Linked DNA regions of Gossypium hirsutum: regions 1 and 2 are each linked to region 3. Evidence: chromatin contacts called from public Hi-C data. All regions are on one chromosome and are shown on one strand. The core of a region is the stretch at or near the end of the contact, and the rest is flanking DNA. Distances in the headings are between cores, read along the strand shown. Region 1 holds the start of LOC107912783. Region 2 has its middle 3.6 kb from the start of LOC107912784. Region 3 overlaps LOC107912789 (a long non-coding RNA gene).

Region 1 (3,448 bases), core at 783-3,282, 470 kb before region 3:
GTATAACATTTTTAAAAAAATTATAAAAATTGTTCAAAAATTTCATAACACTTCTTATAAATAATATAATTTTTTTCCATAACTTTAAAAAAATTTCTTTTTTAAATAAGTTATGATAAGAAAAAAACTGTAACATTTTTAAATATATATAAATATATTAACTTTATAATATATAACATGGACAAATAAATAAGTTATATCCATACTTCTTGGTTATAACTTTTATAAATAAATATATTATAACATTTTTACAACATTGGAATTATTTTTTACAATAATTATTTTTGCTATAATTTTAGAAACTTTTTAGGATTTAAATGATATAATTTATTGCTAGAATTTTATAAAATACACATTATTTTTATAATATAAATTTTTAGGATTTATAATATAAGAATTTTTAAAATTAGATTTGGTTGTAATTACATTCATAATTACTCCAATTCTTACCCTGTCACTTAAGAATTGAAAAGTATAATTAGATACGCCTAATTTAGTGAGATACACCGGTCACAATGGTTAACAAAACATACCACTATTATGTAATTACAAGTAATTACAAACAGATCCAATTATTAAGTGACTTTTTAAATACTATCTAAATACATTATGAACACTACCTTAAATAAAGCTATAGGAAAACTCTATAAAAATAAAAGCTAAAATAATAGTCAAAGCCATTTCCAGAAATAGCCATCATATTTCCTTCTCTCAAGCTCTATAAAATTACTAAATAAACAAATTAAAAAAAAACTATCATCTTTGTAGTCAACCAATTTTGCCCGGGCCCTTTTAAAGTATTAAAATAAGCCAAACAAATAAGTCCAAGTAAATTGAACACACACAAATAAAGAATCCAAATTCAGAAATCCAATGTCCGGTTACAAATATTAGGGCCAAAAATAACTTAAACCCAAAATCCTTTAATATAGACTTAACCCAATCCTTAGTTCGAACAGCCCAAACCCGAGGCCTAATACACCCAAAACGAAACACAGCAGTCGAGAGCACCAGAAGCTTCTGGAATGCCAGAGAGTTGGGCTCCCATGAGAGGCTCCTCGCATGGCCTCCTTTGCGCGTCTCCTTTCTCCTCCGTACGGCCATCCCTGCGTTAGAATACACGAGAAGAGGCCAGCTAACAAAATACAACAAATGACAGCAATAAAAATGTATTTTTATTTATTATTTATTTTACTCTGTAAATTTGGCTATAAAACCAATGATTGTACCTGCAAAAGGGATTACGAATATACTACGCACACCAGATATAAAAAAATAGAGCATTTCACAAGCATTTTTTTAGAGGTGATTTTCTGTTTAATAGTTGCTTTTAAATTTCGGCTAAATGACTTCATTTTTATCTTTCATTATTGTATTAAAAAAATAATAGAAAGAAAGAGAGAAGAAATCTCACCTTATGGATCGGCCATTGATCTCTCTTTGCTTCGTCAGACTTGAAGTGGAAAAAGAGGTCTTAAGGCCGAAAATTATCATCAAAAGGCCACATTTGTCGGTTGTTGTTTTTAAGGGAAGATCGGCGTTGGTGTTAAAAGGGGAATCAAACGGCGCCATCCATCAATTGTAATGTTAAAAGCGGCAGCCGAATATGAGCAAACACTTAGGGTTTTTTCCCCCCTTTTCAATCTGCTCTGCTGAAATAAGCTCTTAGAAGCTGTTTTTTTTTCTTTTTTGCTTTTAATTGGCACCGTGAGACGACGACGTTTAAGCATGGATTTGTAGCCTTGAAATGACGCCGTTTAAGCTTGCCCGACCCGATCCGATTCCGTTACCCCTGGGATCCGCGTATTTTCGTGGAGAGGGATAATTCGCAATTGATCCTTCTTTTTTCGCGCTACTATTCAATTGCAAGCTATTTGCTTATTTCTTTTTTAATTTGGCTTGGTAATTTGAGTGCATTTGCAATTGGATCCATGCTTCAGCTGAATGTTTTTGGAGATCTGGAATATTTCCAGCTTTAACCCATATACGTTTGCACGCATTGCATGGGGGTCCTTATTTTTATAGTAGTAGTTTGTTTTATTTATAAATTATCCCTTTATTTTATAATTTTATTTCAATTGGTTTTTTTATTATTTTTTTAAATTCGTTTCACATTCAATTTTCCTTTTAGGTTCTTTTTTTTTTATATTTGGAGCTCCTTTGATGATTGTGTTTTGTTTTAAAGTCAGTACTATAAATTTATTTTATCATATCATTTTTACACTGTGTATAATATTTTATATGAATGTTTTTATGCATTATTATATATATAATTATTCCATGTATATTATTAATCTTATATTATTTTATACACATAATTTATTTTAAATTTATTCCTATATCTTATTATATATCTATGTTGTTTAAAGGAAAATCCTACATATTTTGTGTTTTTTTTCCTTAATTACTATTATACGTAACCCATATTAAATTATTTTACTATAGTCTACATTATTGATTTCATATTAATATTTCTTGTATGTATATTTTTTTTCTCTTTAAAATTATGCATGCGTATAATGCGTTTCTTTTAAGAACTATAATTTTAAGTCATACCATTTATTTATTGTATACACTCTCATATTTTATTATCCTTATATATGTATTATTTATATGTGCCATCAATTCAAACCAATTTGTTACATGTAAAATTATGTTATATATTATTTGTTTTAAAATTCCCTTTATAATATAGTTTTATAAATATACACCACTAAATTTATGTATTTTTGTAAATATAATTTTTTATCTTTTTGTGTATATGATTACATTTTCTAAAATTTGTTACATGTATAATTTATATATTTGCTTAATTTTTTTTCATACATTATTAATTTGATGCTATTTTTTTTACAAATAATTATTTCTAAATTTATTTATATTCATGTTCTATGAATTTATTATGTACATTATATTTTATCATGTGTTTTATTTTTATTTTATATTTTATATGTTATTTAAGCTATCATGCATGTTGTCAATTTTTCAAATGGATTTGTGCTTAAAATATTATGCATATTATTCAATTCAAAGGCTTTATTTTACAATATTTATTTCAAATGATAATATATCCCTAGTTTTTATACAAATTTGTCAACTTATATTATGTGTCCATTAATTCATCATTATTTTGAAAATGTCCTATACTATATTGACTTCTAATTCCATTTTATTTTGTACATATTTTGTGGATCGTTTTATATGTTGTCATGTTAGTTATTGTTGTATGTTATTTTTGTATTGATTGTTCACCATCCATGATTAAGAATTTGGTTACATTTTACTTAGAATAGTTGTACATAATTGTTGGATTTATTAATTGTGACTTGTTGTATCATATTAGTTCATGTTCATTAATCCTTTCCTAGGCAAATGTTTCGATACAATGCATTAAGTATTCCATCTATTTTAAAACAACTAAACGTGTTTTGAGCGAATTTCCAATTTT
Region 2 (3,464 bases), core at 106-2,605, 440 kb before region 3:
TTAACATTGATTAGGTCAGATGGTAAGAAGTTGAATATACTTTAGGGTTCGTTTGTTTGCATGTAAAATGTTTTCGGTAAAATATTTTCATTGTTTTATGGTGTTTGTTTGGTGGAAAATAAATTACCAAAAGAAATCATTCTTCAAAAAGGGTAAAATCAATGTTTTACCAAAATTTTTTCTATAAGACTTTTTTTAAATTGATAAGGCTCTAATTACTGTTTAAGAAACAAAAAGGGAAAGCTTTTAAAGCAACAAATGGAAAGCTCTCTTCACTATTCATGAAAACAATCTCTTATATTCTAATTTTATATATTTTTTACAATTTAATCTCTAAAATCTAAACTTTTACGATTCTACAATTTAATTCCTCACAAAGAAAAAATATTTTCTTATCCTACAATTCAGTCCTAAACCTCATTTTTTACATTTTTGCAAAACAATCCGTTTTCTAAAATTTTCAAAATTTATAATTTAGTCCTTACAACTAAAAGTGTCAAAATTTCAAAAAATTAGTCATTGATTTTTTATCAGTTAAACTTTCATATTCTATTTATCAAAATTGTAACTTCTTAAATAATGTAAATTAGTCCTAAAACTCAAGTTTTGAAATCTTTACAATTTAACCCCTATAGTTTCAAACTTTACTATTTTATGCTCAACTTTCTAAATTTTCATATTTCATAATCATATAATTTAGTTACTACATCAATATTTTAAGTTTAACTATTCAAACAATTAGAATTCAAAAATTTACAAATTTTACAATTTGGTCCTTACTTCAATTTTTATCAAATTAAATCATATTTCAATCATATTTCAACTTACTCATCCAAATAATATTCAAAATAAATATTTACCACTTTCAACTTAATTAAACAGATATAAATTTATATTCCCTAATGTACGAAATTAATAATTAAGCTTAATTAAGTAAAATAAGATTAATTAAAACTAAAACATGATTAATTAAAATATAAATAAATTTTGTGAAATAAACTCAATTAAACAATGAAAAAAAATAAAATCTCAAATTTATGTTTGTTTCATTAAAAGTAGCTTTTATGAAATATTTTTAATAAATCTGCTAAACAATAAAAAATATTTTACACAAATTCATTTAAATGCCAGAAAATATTAATTTTTATAAAAAAATAAATAATTTTCTAGAATCCATTAAAAATGAAACAAACGAAAGGTTAATTAAAATCTCAAATTTAATTTTTATAAAAAGATGCTAAAAGAACTTTATATTAATTTAAAGGTTTAACCTGAAAAAAAAAACATATTGATAGGGAAACCCCATATATGTAGTACTAGGTGACCAAATTCAATGGTCTAATTTAATTAGCCTGGCAGCTGAAGTGGGTCCTAAATACTAACACAGGCCACTTGGCCGACCGGAGCCGCCAGTGGGTCTCCCTAATTGAACAAAAGAAAGTGAAACCTTAATGAAAAATGTTAATTCAGTTTAGTTTTAATATTTAATTTAATACTTAATTTTTTTAATTTGATATTTAAGTTTGATTTTAATGTTTATTTTAGTATTAGAATTTTTTTCTAATTTGAAACTTAATTTTTTTGTTCTAATTAAGTACGTAAATGTAATTGTTTTTTTATCTCAATTAACTACCTATAATTTTTCACTAGAACATACATATTAAATATTCATTGAACTACATAATTCTGTTTGATTTAAGTACCAACTTAAATATTAAAATTAAACTCAAATATTTAATTGGGACAAAAAAAATTTAAATACCAAAAAAAATATTAAAATTAAATTATAGCAAATAATAAATTAACAGGCGAAATAGAAACGAAAGAAGGGCCCTCTTTTTGTCTTTTACGAATGCACAGGATCATCAACTTGTTTCAAACTATACTGTAGTTTTAGAAACCAAAGTTGGGTCTTCTCCTCTTGAGGTAAAGCATGATCTTTTACTTCGTAAATCTATCACTCTCTTTTAACTGTTACAGTTAAATAAAAATAGAAAGCTGTATTTGTTCTTTGTTGAGAAAGGGTAAAAGAAACTAGTGGTGAGAAAATGGGGAGGTGAATTGTAAATTATAAGGGAGATGTTTTTCCAAAAACAAAGGGATCCCACCGCCTTTATTATTTGTATTTGAATGGCTAGCTGCTGCTGATCAATGCTTCTATCCATTTTCTATTCAACAATCCTGTTCATGGGATGAGGACCAAATAAATGGGATCCTAGGAAGTTTGAGTAAAATAAAAGCAAAAAGAGTTTCATAATTATATTTTATTTATTTCAATTACAAAACATTTTTAAAAATGAAAAACAAATTCCAATGGCGTTTTTGTTATTGCAATATTATGGAACATAGTATTTTATAATAAAAAAATTTGGAAAAACAATTTGTTAACATTAATGAGGATTAAATTAGAAGTGTTACTAAATTTAACATACAAAACTATAAATTATAAATTTAACATAACAAATTTGAAAGTCGGGCTAATTGAGTCTTAGCTCAATTGGTATGAGTATTGTTATTTTTATGAGAATACGTGAATTCAATTGTATTAAAGCATATTATCCTTTTATTTATGAGTCAGAAAGGAGCTATAAATAACTTTAAATATTATTTAAAAAAAAGATATAATCATAACTTATAATATTTTTTTATAAGTGTTATGTCGGATTACATTTTATTATCTTATTGGTAAAAGATTACGCTTGACCTTTTGCCTTTACTTTAAGCTTTAACCAATCATTTGAAGAATTAGGTTTTCCATCAGATTCTCGAGAAAAGAGAGTTCAATTTGGAGATATTTGAAGTCAAACAAGGAATTATTTACTTTGGAGATTTACAAAGGAAAAAGAAAAAAGAAAAAGAAAAACTAGGCTTCAATAATTGAAAGAAATTTACGAATGACGTGTTTCACGTGTCTCATTCGAGCATGCATATAATCGCTAAGACGGCTACAAGTACACTAAGTTTTGGTCAAATTCTATAGAAGGTCCTATACTATGCATTTTTGGTGGATTTAGTCCTCCTTTTATAATTTGATATTTTTAATTTCTCCACGTTTCTTGAGGTTTATTTTTGGTTAATTCCATTAAGTAATTTGACATAATTTGTTTACACATATAATGATGTGACATATATATGTCGACATTTTTTTGTATAATTGGATAATTTTTGCACATTTGAAAAAAACATAAAAAAGAGAGAAAGTAATAGCATTTTCCCAATTGTACAAAAACACCAATATGTATATGCTATGTCACTATATGTTTTAGACAAATAATTGGAGGCGGAATTCAAAATTTTGAATTGTAAAGTCAATTTTTGAAAAATATCATATCAACAAATGCATAAATATTAATATTGATAAAGTATAATATAGTCAAATGTAAGATTATTATATAATTATTGAAATAGTAACTAAAAGAGAATAAATATCAAATAAATTTCAATAATTCATAACTATTTCACAA
Region 3 (3,041 bases), core at 430-2,929:
AAGTCCAATACTGAACTTAGTTAATGCTCAAGCACAAGTTTTAAAATTTTGGGTATTTGAAGTTGAAAATCTTAGCAAATACTTAAATGCAAATTCTGGGTTTTATTTAATTAAAATGAAAATGACTAGATATAAATAATTAGAGTAAGTTAAGAAGCTTACCAGTACTTTTTATAGTCTTCTCATCTATATCACAATGAAAGTGATTCCAGCTATTTCACCTGCAAAAAATGATAAAATTAATCACCTTTTTATTTTTTTATAAAATAAAAAGTGAAAGAATTGATACCCCATTGGAGGGGTACGAACAACCCCATTGGCAATGAACATACCCATGAATTCTATGCTTGCTATGTCACACTATGAAGATGATAACAAAGATGATAACTTGAGATTGAAAGTTTTAGAAATGGAGAAGATACTTGAGGAAACTACGTAAGAACTGACACAGAAGAAGGCTGAATGGCAAACCTAATCAAGGAAAATGAGGAGATAATAAATCGTTGCAGATCAATGGCTGAAGATAAAGATGGACTGCAGAAGGAAATTCTGGAGGCAAAGAGAACTGTATATAGTCACTGGTCAAAACTACAATAATCAGCTAATAAACGAAGAAATGTATATAGTGCACTTGTCAAAACTACGGGCTTTTCTTGTAACAAACAAACCCATTTACTTAAATAAAGACTCACTAACTCAAAACATAACCAAAGATTCCTATCACTAAAATCACCACCAACAATTTGCCTCATTAAATACACTAACAAACTATCAATTCCTGTAGCAGAAACATCAATCATTTCTTTAGTAACCCAAATTAATTGTTCCTTTACCGAATCAACAAGCTTTCCATACAATTCATTAACAATTCCAACAAGTAAACTTAAAAACAGCTTATACCTATCAATGAAAATAGCATATAAGTGGTTAATATGAATTTTGGCGAAATAGGGTTCGATTAAAACACCATAGAGAATAGCTTGGTTAAATAGAGTGTATTCTTGGGGATCTGAGATAGTTAACGAAAGGGGGGGTTTTAATTTCGATAGAAGAAGGTCAAAAGCTTGCCTTAGAAAGAGTTATAGCTGATTGTGAGCTTCATAGGATAAGACTTTAATCAGTTGCAAAACCATTAAGAGTAGTTTTCATTAAGACAAAGCAAAAACTTAATACCTTGTCAGCGAACTGCTTCACTCGATTCAGCACCGATTTAACATCTGGGTGTTGGATCGTTAGCCATTTCCTCTCACACCGAAGTCAGATTTTCTCGAGAAAACTGAGGAATCTGGATTTCAAGCTTCATTTTTGTTGAGAGAAATTGAAACCGTTGACCTTGATTTCAACCGGAGCTTGAGGATGAATTTGTGGAGCCTAAGAGGAGTGAGAATCGATGAAATTCGCCGGTAGGTAAAATTTTGATGGCTTTTAATTTGAAATTGAATCTGGGTTCAGGCTTAGATAGGGTTGGTAAGGATGCTTCAGACGTGAAAAAGAGGGAGAAGGTTGAAGGAAATGGGAATCAGACGTGAAAAAAAAAAGAGAAGAAAATGCTCAGTTGTGAGAAAGAAATTAGAAGGGTAAAGTTGAAAAATTTTCACACTGAATTGGTATTCCGTAGGGGGGTGCTGAATTGTAAATGGCAGTTTTGCCTTGAATAAGGCTGTATGGAATAGGGTTGTAATAGCCCATTACAACCAACCAAACAATGGAGCAGGGATGAGACCACTGAATTCAGCTGTAATGGCTTAGCATTACAGCCAACCAAATATATTGTAAGAGTGTTCATACACCAATGATCAGTTCGTCTATGTTGTCTAAAGATGAGGGTGACCGTCTTGTTGATCCTACAGAGTATTGAAATCTTGCTGGTGCGTTTCAATATGTGCTATTAACTCAGCCTGGTGTTGCTTATGCTGTGAATCGTGTATGCAAGTGTATACATGCGCCTACTTCAGTTTATTTGATTGCTTTAAAAAGGATTTTACGGTATTTACGTGGGACTATTGATCATGGCCTGGTTTATCCTCCATTCGACAGACTATCTCTCGTCAGTTATGCTGATGTAAACTGGAGGTTGAATTTTGATGATCGCTGGTCTACAACAGGATATTGTGTATTTTGGCAATACGCCCATCTCGCGGTGTTCGAAAAAGCAACAAGTTGTTTCTTAATCAACAACAAAAACCAAATATTGAAGTCTTGATGCCACCATCAGTGATATTACATGGTTAGTCTCTCTGTCAACATAGTTACAAATTCACTCTGCTGACTCCCCTATTATTTGGTGTGACAATTCTAGTGTAGTAGAGGTTGCTGCAAATCCGATCTTACATTCCAAGTTTAAACATGTTGAACTTGACCTATTCTTTGTCCGTGAAAATGTAGCTAACAGTTCACTCATTTTGGTGAGGTTCTAGCTTGTGACCAAGTTGCTGACATTTTTACAAAACCATTGTCTATCTCTTTGTTTATTGGATTTCATAATTTACTTCGGGTCTTACCTATTGAGAAGCTGGGTGAATGTTAGAGTATGTGAATTGTAGAAGCCCATTTTTGCCCGGCCCATCATAAACCAAAAAACCATAGAAATAAGTTTAACAGTCTATTTACACAAAAAAGTCTAAATAACCCATGTTACATTCAACCCAAAAGGCCTAAAATTAACCTAAACCTTAATGGCCTTATAGGCCCAACACGTACTTCTATAGCTCGCTCGACGCTCTAGGGTTGGCTCTGCCCACTCCTTGCACGAAATGGAAGCCCTTGCTCATTGACCTTCCCCCTAACCTGCAAACAAACCAAAAGAAAAACAGAAACAGCAACACGCAAAGGCAGACATCAATAGAAACAAACAAAAAAGAACTAACAGTTGTATTAATCGGCTATAAAGCCACATGAAATTTTTTATTTTTGGGGGATTCTAATACAGAGAAATCAAATACAACAACAAAAGAATTTTGAAACAGATTCAAGAATCGAAAATGTGCCCTTTTTATTTTATTATTCGAAATAAAATAAATAAATAATAAACTTACCGTCGT

The links. A called contact is a pair of places that touch in the nucleus more often than the background predicts.
Region 1: a Hi-C map of leaf shows a contact between it and region 3, with 4 times the contacts expected there. The contact joins the promoter of LOC107912783 here to the enhancer-like site in region 3. A contact is called at or near these places in 10 of 34 Hi-C or Micro-C datasets (callus and leaf).
Region 2: a contact with region 3 is called in a Hi-C map of leaf, with 2.2 times the contacts expected there. The contact joins two enhancer-like sites. A contact is called at or near these places in 2 of 34 Hi-C or Micro-C datasets (callus and leaf).

The regions. Positions count from the first base shown.
Region 1 is chrA09:64,676,199-64,679,646 of Gossypium_hirsutum_v2.1, forward strand. LOC107912783 reads right to left here and starts at 2,033. Exons shown (of 2, transcript XM_016841108.2): 1 at 1,415-2,033; 2 at 685-1,135. The coding sequence starts at 1,572. The coding sequence ends at 793.
Region 2 is chrA09:64,714,671-64,718,134 of Gossypium_hirsutum_v2.1, forward strand. No RefSeq gene overlaps it. Among protein-coding and RNA genes, the nearest start is that of LOC107912784, 3.6 kb to the left of the region's middle. Within about 2 kb of position 1,356, at least 1 of the 9 cell types and tissues checked has an H3K27ac peak or open chromatin away from gene starts, as enhancers often do. A contact at or near this core is called in leaf, where this site is marked.
Region 3 is chrA09:65,151,037-65,154,077 of Gossypium_hirsutum_v2.1, forward strand. It overlaps LOC107912789 (a long non-coding RNA gene), which reads right to left. Exons shown (of 6, transcript XR_001688289.2): 2 at 3,036-3,041; 3 at 1,174-2,787; 4 at 163-221. Among protein-coding and RNA genes, the nearest start is that of LOC107912789, 3.3 kb to the right of the region's middle. Within about 2 kb of position 1,680, at least 7 of the 9 cell types and tissues checked have an H3K27ac peak or open chromatin away from gene starts, as enhancers often do. A contact at or near this core is called in leaf, where this site is marked.